2 separate regions of the Gossypium hirsutum genome follow, and region 1 is linked to region 2. Evidence: chromatin contacts called from public Hi-C data. All regions are on one chromosome and are shown on one strand. The core of a region is the stretch at or near the end of the contact, and the rest is flanking DNA. Distances in the headings are between cores, read along the strand shown.

Region 1 (3,479 bases), core at 505-3,004, 50 kb after region 2:
ATAAAGGAGTGGCTAAATCGTTGATTGGTTGTTGGGGATATGGGAAAGATTCTTGGCGTAAGAAATTATAGGGAAACTAAGTAAACGAAGGGAATGTGAGAGGCACGTAAAACCCTAGCATCCACCAGTTGATACTCTAAATAAAGTAAAGCATCAATCTCAAAAACACTTTTTTATTCTCTATTTATATTTTTATATATGGATTTGGGATAGTTAACTTAAAATGGAATTTCTTTTTCTTCAAAATTTGTTCTTTGCTTCCTTAACTTTTCTTCTTCTACTGCTACTACCACTCCACCTGATCCTCAACTTACAATGTATTTGGATATGGAATATTTACTTGAAAAGCAAAAGTACTGATCCCTAAAATGGAAAGTTGGCAGAGATGATCTATAAAATGGAACACACAATATTTGATTAGAAAATGAAAAACACAATATTTGAATAAAAGGGAGGGAGTTGTAGGTTTAATGGTTGGATTAAAATCTGTTGTAACGTGGATTCAAGTTAATTTGAATGAAGTTCAATGTTGGATCTTTATGTTTATAAACATTTTTTTTCTTCATGTAATGTGATTGTTCACTTGTATAAAAAAAATCCATTAACTAAAGATAATTGCATGAAGTAATAAAATCGGATTTGGTACTAATACATTAGAATCCTCTTCAAACACTTTGTTTTCACGTGGGCCAAAAGGAAACCTAGTAGTTTCACATGAAGCTTGAGAACCTATGATCTTATCTCTTAAACCTATTTACTTTGTGAGAAACGGTAAATAGAGCTTAATCAATAATCAAATTGAAATCTGCATTTTACCATGGTAATTAATAGCTAGGCAAGGCTATCAGCCAGTTTCCTTGGACTTTACCCCTAACAGTACATGGATGAGAATGGATGAAACTTAGTCCATTGTTTAGACATTTTGCAGGCTTCAACGAGACCTTAGGCTTGCAAAATTTCTACCATTCACCAAGAGGAAGAAATTGACCTTAGCCTATTTTCTTAGGATATGATTATACGTATATCTAAACATTGAAATAGGTGTTAATTAACAATGAATGCTTGGTTATAAAGAGCTAGTGATGGTAATGGGGGTAGTTAGGATAGTAGTGGTGATAGTGTGATGGTTTAGGAGAAAAGCAGTTTAGGTGCTGCAGCAACTCAACTCCTCCAGTAGACCAAAAGACAAGCAACCCAACCAACAGACTTGCCTTCATTTCTTCCCTAGATATCACCCCCGCTCCACCAAAACTACTACTTTAATCCTTGCATTTGTGATCTTTTATTCTTCTTTTTGTTTATAGCATTAAAATTGATACCATTGGAAATGCCATTTTCTTGTTCCAACAATTCCCAAAATTTTTGTTTCCGATTAATGATTTCCAAACTGAAAGAAATCATCAAATATATGTTTGCTCTAATTTTACCAATTTTCTTTTTAAAAAAACAAAGCCCCTTTGTGTTTTATTTGTTTTATTAAAAATAATTAACTCTAAGTTGAGATTCCATCATAGATTTTCATCGTCCAATCCAAATATGGATGAGTTTTGGGTGAGGCCTTGAATATCCGTAACATTGTGGGATGTGCCAACCCAGCTTATGCAAAGCAGGGGGCCATAGAATGAATATCATATATTTAAAACCCAATAAATTACCAAAATTGGACCCTGAAGGAAAGACTATAGAGCTCTTCTCTCCATTTAAAACCTTGCATTGAATTTGCCATGGGGCTGGACAACCCAACCCAAGTAGGCAATGCTGGAGCTTCCTGAACACGAGCTTTAAGTATGGTACTGCATGGAGACTTGTTCGATAATATATATCAGTTTCCAAAGCATCCAAACCATCAAAATAGGTTTTTTGAACGCTGCCAAAATAAATAACGGTAAAAAAAAAGCACCGTGAAAAACACAGGGAAAAGTGGGTCACAAAATTTGGCAATGTTTCTTATAGAAAACGTCACAAAAGTAGCTAGATTTATATACGCCACAAATACTAAGACGAAAAATTCATAGAATTATGAAGCTCGTGGCATTTATACACAAACACGCCACACAATGTTGTACATTTAGCCACGTTTGAATATATAAACACTGTGAATGTTGCATATTTCTATTGATATGAAGCAGTTGCTAATTATGAGCAAAATTGATTGCAGGAGTAGGCAATTCTACAAGCACTGCGATAAGCACAAATAAAACAGGCAACAACAAAATTTGTTTATGTAGTCAGGTTTTATTACATTTGAGTAACATGGCTCAATGAGAATAATCCATTATCTAATTAAATTTATTTCTTAACCCATCAATCATGCAATGTCAGCGTGAGAATATCATTTGCTCTTCATTAGGCTATCAATTCCACTATTATAAGTAAAGTTATGTCATACATAAGTAGTATACCCAACATACTAGGCTTTAAACTCTATTACCTATTAAACTCAAGCTTTTAATATATCAAAATATACAAGCTACATACACATAGTCAGTTAATTACTCAGGATTGAGGTAAATCACACCATGAATGTCGCAAGTGAATAAATCCATAAATAGATTCAGAATGAATTCACAAGCCAATCCAAACAACCACAGCAGTGTCTTTAACTTTTTGGGAGCCATTCGCTCCAATGCTCAAGACAATGTGTAACATCCCAAAAACCCAATTGGTTGTAAACAATATGATTTTGGAAAGTATATGTATTAGAATTTTCAAAACAAATAAAAAATAGAAATTATCAGTGAATAGTAGAAAAGGCCAATGGATGCCAAAGTTAGTTGAATTAAATAATTATATCATGATGTATTAATTTAAAGTGGGGACTAAATCGCAAAAATGTGAAAAGTATTGTGGCCTTAGTATAAATATTTAAAATTTGTGGGGTCAAAATATAAATATGAAAAAAGTTAAGGGACCAAAAGTGTAAATATCCTTGAGGTGGAAAGGACCAAAATGGGGAAGAAATTGGTGTCTGAGGACTAAATTAATTAAGTAGAGAAATGAGAGGGATTAAATTATAATTTTGCCAAAGTGAAAAGTGACTTAAGGGTGAAATTATAGAAAATCATGAGGGGCAAAATAGTCATTTTCTAATTAAGATAATTATCATGTTTTATCATGATAATAATCAAAGATTTCTTGGTGTTAAAATATGATTGGTTGAAATATTTTACTAATATTTGTTTTAGAAAATTTTATTACTTAATTAATAGAGATATTTTAATAGAAAAGTTGTAGAGATTAGTTTCATTCACCATCATCCTCGCACTTTAGTCCTTCCCATCAAAATTCACTATTTCTACCTAGAAATCAAAGGAATTTACATAGCTTCCACAGTGGAAAATGACAAGAAGACTATGGTGAGTATGAATATCTTCTTGGATTCAAGAGAATTAAAATTGGAGAGAAAAAAAATCAAGCAAAGGCTTGAAATCAATAGGACAAGGTGAGAACTTCAAGATTTCATTAAGTTTTTAAGCTTG
Region 2 (3,644 bases), core at 277-2,776:
TGTCATCTCTTTCATGCTGATTATTTAGTTCAACAAATATAATAATGCACAGCTAAGGATGGTAACCTAGTGCCACAACTCAACCTTGTTCCGAATTTTATACCTTGTGTTTCAAACGCATTTAAAAAAAATAAAAATTCACCCTAGTGTGGTTGGATTGAGTCCGAATGTTAGATTCAAATATTTTACCGTCAGTATAAAAATTTAAGAACTTCTCTTACAAATTCTTTTTAATACCAATGAATAGAAACAAATTTCTAATAATATATTGTATGCTAGCTGTTTATAATGATTATATCATTCATGAAGTAAAATCAAATTTCGAAATTTGAAATTAAGCTTCCTTTAGGACCAATGCTATTATAATTGTTATTGTATTTATTAGATAAAATGTAAAATTTCTTTCTTCCTTTCTTTTTCGTAAAATTGAAAACAAATTCTTGAGTTTTATAATAAATTCTAAAAATGAAAGTATTGGAGAACCAAACCCTGAATGTTTAATTGCCAATTTGGTGACTAAATATTAAAAATTGATAAATTCATGTTAGAATTTAAAATTGTTACAATAAATTAAATTCAACGATAATATAAAATATGTTTTTCAAAGAAACAACGATGATGGCAATATGATGCATGATATAACAGGAAAAAATTATTATTGAAAATTTTGAATAATAAATATTAATATATTATTTTCTAAAACACAATTATAATTATAATCAGTATTAATAACACTCAATTTGTATTTAATAATTATACATAAAATCAATTATTAATGTTTTGTTTATATAATTTTACATAAATATGTTTATGAGAAAATATCCGTTACATCATAAGTGAAATTTAAAATTTTCACAAGGAGTATGATATAGTAAAAATTTTTAAAAATAAACATATAAAAAAATGAAAGCATAGCAAATTTGTTTATTAGTGTTTTTTTTTATACAATATTGAGGGTAGAAGATAAAAGTTATATAATTTGACAAAAATTTTAACTAGAGCTGAGCTCTATTCAAACTTAACATATTAGTGTTTTATTTAATTTTTAACTATTTATGTTTTTGATAAAATATATTTTTAACTATTTATTGATAATATAATATTTTTTGGATGGAAGCAATCATCAAAAAAAAATTAAAGAACTAAAATCAAGTTATATCACTATACCTACATAAATCTTAAAAGTTTCCTTAAGATTTACAAACAATGTTGAATATAATATTAATCACTTGAATCTACACAAATTTTATCATTAAAAAAATGACTTACTTGAAAATTATATTTCTAAATATAACAAATTATCAATAAAATTATATTAAAAAAGTTATTTTAGCATTATCTATTTCTTGCACACAATTTCGTTTTGTCCCAAAGTAATTAAGGCATAAATCTTTGATTGTCCCAAGAAAGCACCTCTCTACCAGACGGTTGGAGCGTGCAAAACACTCTCAGTTATTCCCGCGTGCCACGTGGGTACAATTCCTACATAATAGTAATAATAATAAAATAAAAATAAAAACAAAAAAGGGAAAAGAATAACGTTGGTGTCAGTTGTGTTGTGTTCCACAGTTAGCCGTTTTCTTTTAGCTTCTCTCTCAAACAAAGCATTCATTCGCTTCGCTCTTTCCTTTTCCTTTTCCTTTGTTTTCCTCTTTTAAAAACAAAAAAAAAATCTTCCCTTATTTTTTTATTTTTTCCTTTATATATATTAACTTTCTTTTTCACTGTACTTTTGATAGAAAGAAGCCATTCATTTCCTCACCCAAGGTTTTCTTTTTTTCTTTTTCTTTTTCTTTTTTTGAGATCATCATTGGATACAACAGATACCTTGAAAAAGAAGTGGAAAAGTTAATAGAAAATTTGAAATGGGATCATCTTCAGGGCAAAGTAGCGGAAGCTATGATCTTTCATTCAAGATCTTGTTGATCGGAGACTCTGGTGTCGGCAAGAGTAGTTTGCTTGTTAGCTTCATTTCAGCTTCTGCGGAAGATCTAGCTCCCACCATTGGTCCGATTTTCTCTCTCTTTTTTTCATTCATTTTTTCAATCCTGGATCTTTGATTAGTAAAAAATATGATTTGGGTTTTTGCTTAAATCTAATGCTTTAGGTGTGGATTTTAAGATCAAGCTGTTATCTGTTGGTGGCAAGAGATTAAAGCTTACCATTTGGGATACTGGTACGAAATTCATGCTAATATTGTTTTTATTTTTCATTTTAGTCTTCCAGTCTCAAATTAGATTTCTTTGTCAAAATCATTCAGTGTCTAATTGAAGTCAGTTGACTGTTTTCCATTTTACATTGGAGAGAGCTCACTTTTACCGACTTAATAGTATAAACTATAAAAATATTTTATAGTCTGTTTTGTTTGCCTCATCCTACATTTTAGTCACTTATATTTAAAATGTTACGTTTTAGTAACTTATGTTATTATTTTGTTACGTCTATTATTTCCCTAACGGTAATCTTACGTGGCAGTCCAATTAAATATTACTGAATCTGCTAATACATTCTTCGTCCGGATGAAGTATGTATTAACAAATTCACTAAATGATTATATATATATTTACGCATATATCAGATTACCAAAATAAAATTTTAAATACTTATACCTAATAAAACATGTTTCTCATTACAATAATAGTATTTTCTAAATAACATATTGTTTTATAATTTTATTTCTTATTTAATATTTTAATTTAATTTTAATAATGCATACTTTATTCGGATGAAGTATGTATTGACAGATTTAGTAATATCTAGTTTGACTGCCACGTAAGATTACCGTTAGGGAGATAACAGAACTTAACGGAAGAGTGATTATTTCGTAACAAAATAATAACATAAGTGACTAAAACGTAACATTTTAAACATAAGTGACTAAAACTTAACATGAAGCAAACAAAAGTGACTATTTTTTGTAGCGACTAAAATTAGATTTCTTTGTCAAAATCATTCAGTGTCTAATTGAAGTCAGTTGACTGTTTTCCATTTTACATTGGAGAGAGCTCACTTTTACCGACTTAATATGTTCATTAATACATTAGTATGACATTAGCATCGTTGAAGTGTTTTTGTTAATGTGTTTTGATCTGCTATGGTTTTTCATGGCCCCAATTCTTCACTCTGCAATATCATCAAAATTTTCAGAAAATATATGTGAAATCATTCATGGTGAAAAGAGGTATACAATTGATAATATATTAATTTGTTAAAATGAGTTTCTGGGTTTTAACTTTGTTGTTAGCTTGATGTTGCTTCTTTAATCTTTTATTAGCTGTCCACTCTTTTTTTTTTTCATTTCTTCATGAAAGCACATTGAAATAATTGTCTTGCAACGTGGAGAAATCATGATTTATTTGTGAAACCAATATGCTTCTTGTAGCTGGACAGGAAAGGTTCAGAACCTTAACAAGCTCTTACTACCGGGGCGCCCAAGGGATCATTCTTGGTAAGTTCATGTTTCCGGCGTTATTCTACTTTCTTGATTTTGTTCAATGGAGCCTATCACCGGTTTCATCTCGCGAATTTCAGCTATCTGATATCATAGCAAAACGGTTTCTTAATCATGTGGCTGATAATAAGGTTAGTTTGATGATGCTTTTCTTCTTGGACTGGTCAAGAAGATGCATTGTGGCTTGATGGAG

The links. Hi-C and Micro-C count contacts between places; a contact is called where the count stands out from the background.
Region 1: a Hi-C map of leaf shows a contact between it and region 2, with 2.9 times the contacts expected there. The contact joins the enhancer-like site here to the promoter of LOC107899493 in region 2. A contact is called at or near these places in 7 of 34 Hi-C or Micro-C datasets (callus, fibers, hypocotyl and 2 more).

Annotation. Positions count from the first base shown.
Region 1 is chrA04:64,887,492-64,890,970 of Gossypium_hirsutum_v2.1, forward strand. No RefSeq gene overlaps it. Among protein-coding and RNA genes, the nearest start is that of LOC107899492, 33 kb to the left of the region's middle. Within about 2 kb of position 1,755, at least 3 of the 9 cell types and tissues checked have an H3K27ac peak or open chromatin away from gene starts, as enhancers often do. A contact at or near this core is called in hypocotyl and leaf, where this site is marked.
Region 2 is chrA04:64,837,945-64,841,588 of Gossypium_hirsutum_v2.1, forward strand. It overlaps LOC107899493 (ras-related protein RABC2a), which reads left to right and starts at 1,527. Exons shown (of 6, transcript XM_016825221.2): 1 at 1,527-2,007; 2 at 2,108-2,176; 3 at 3,383-3,448. The coding sequence starts at 1,866.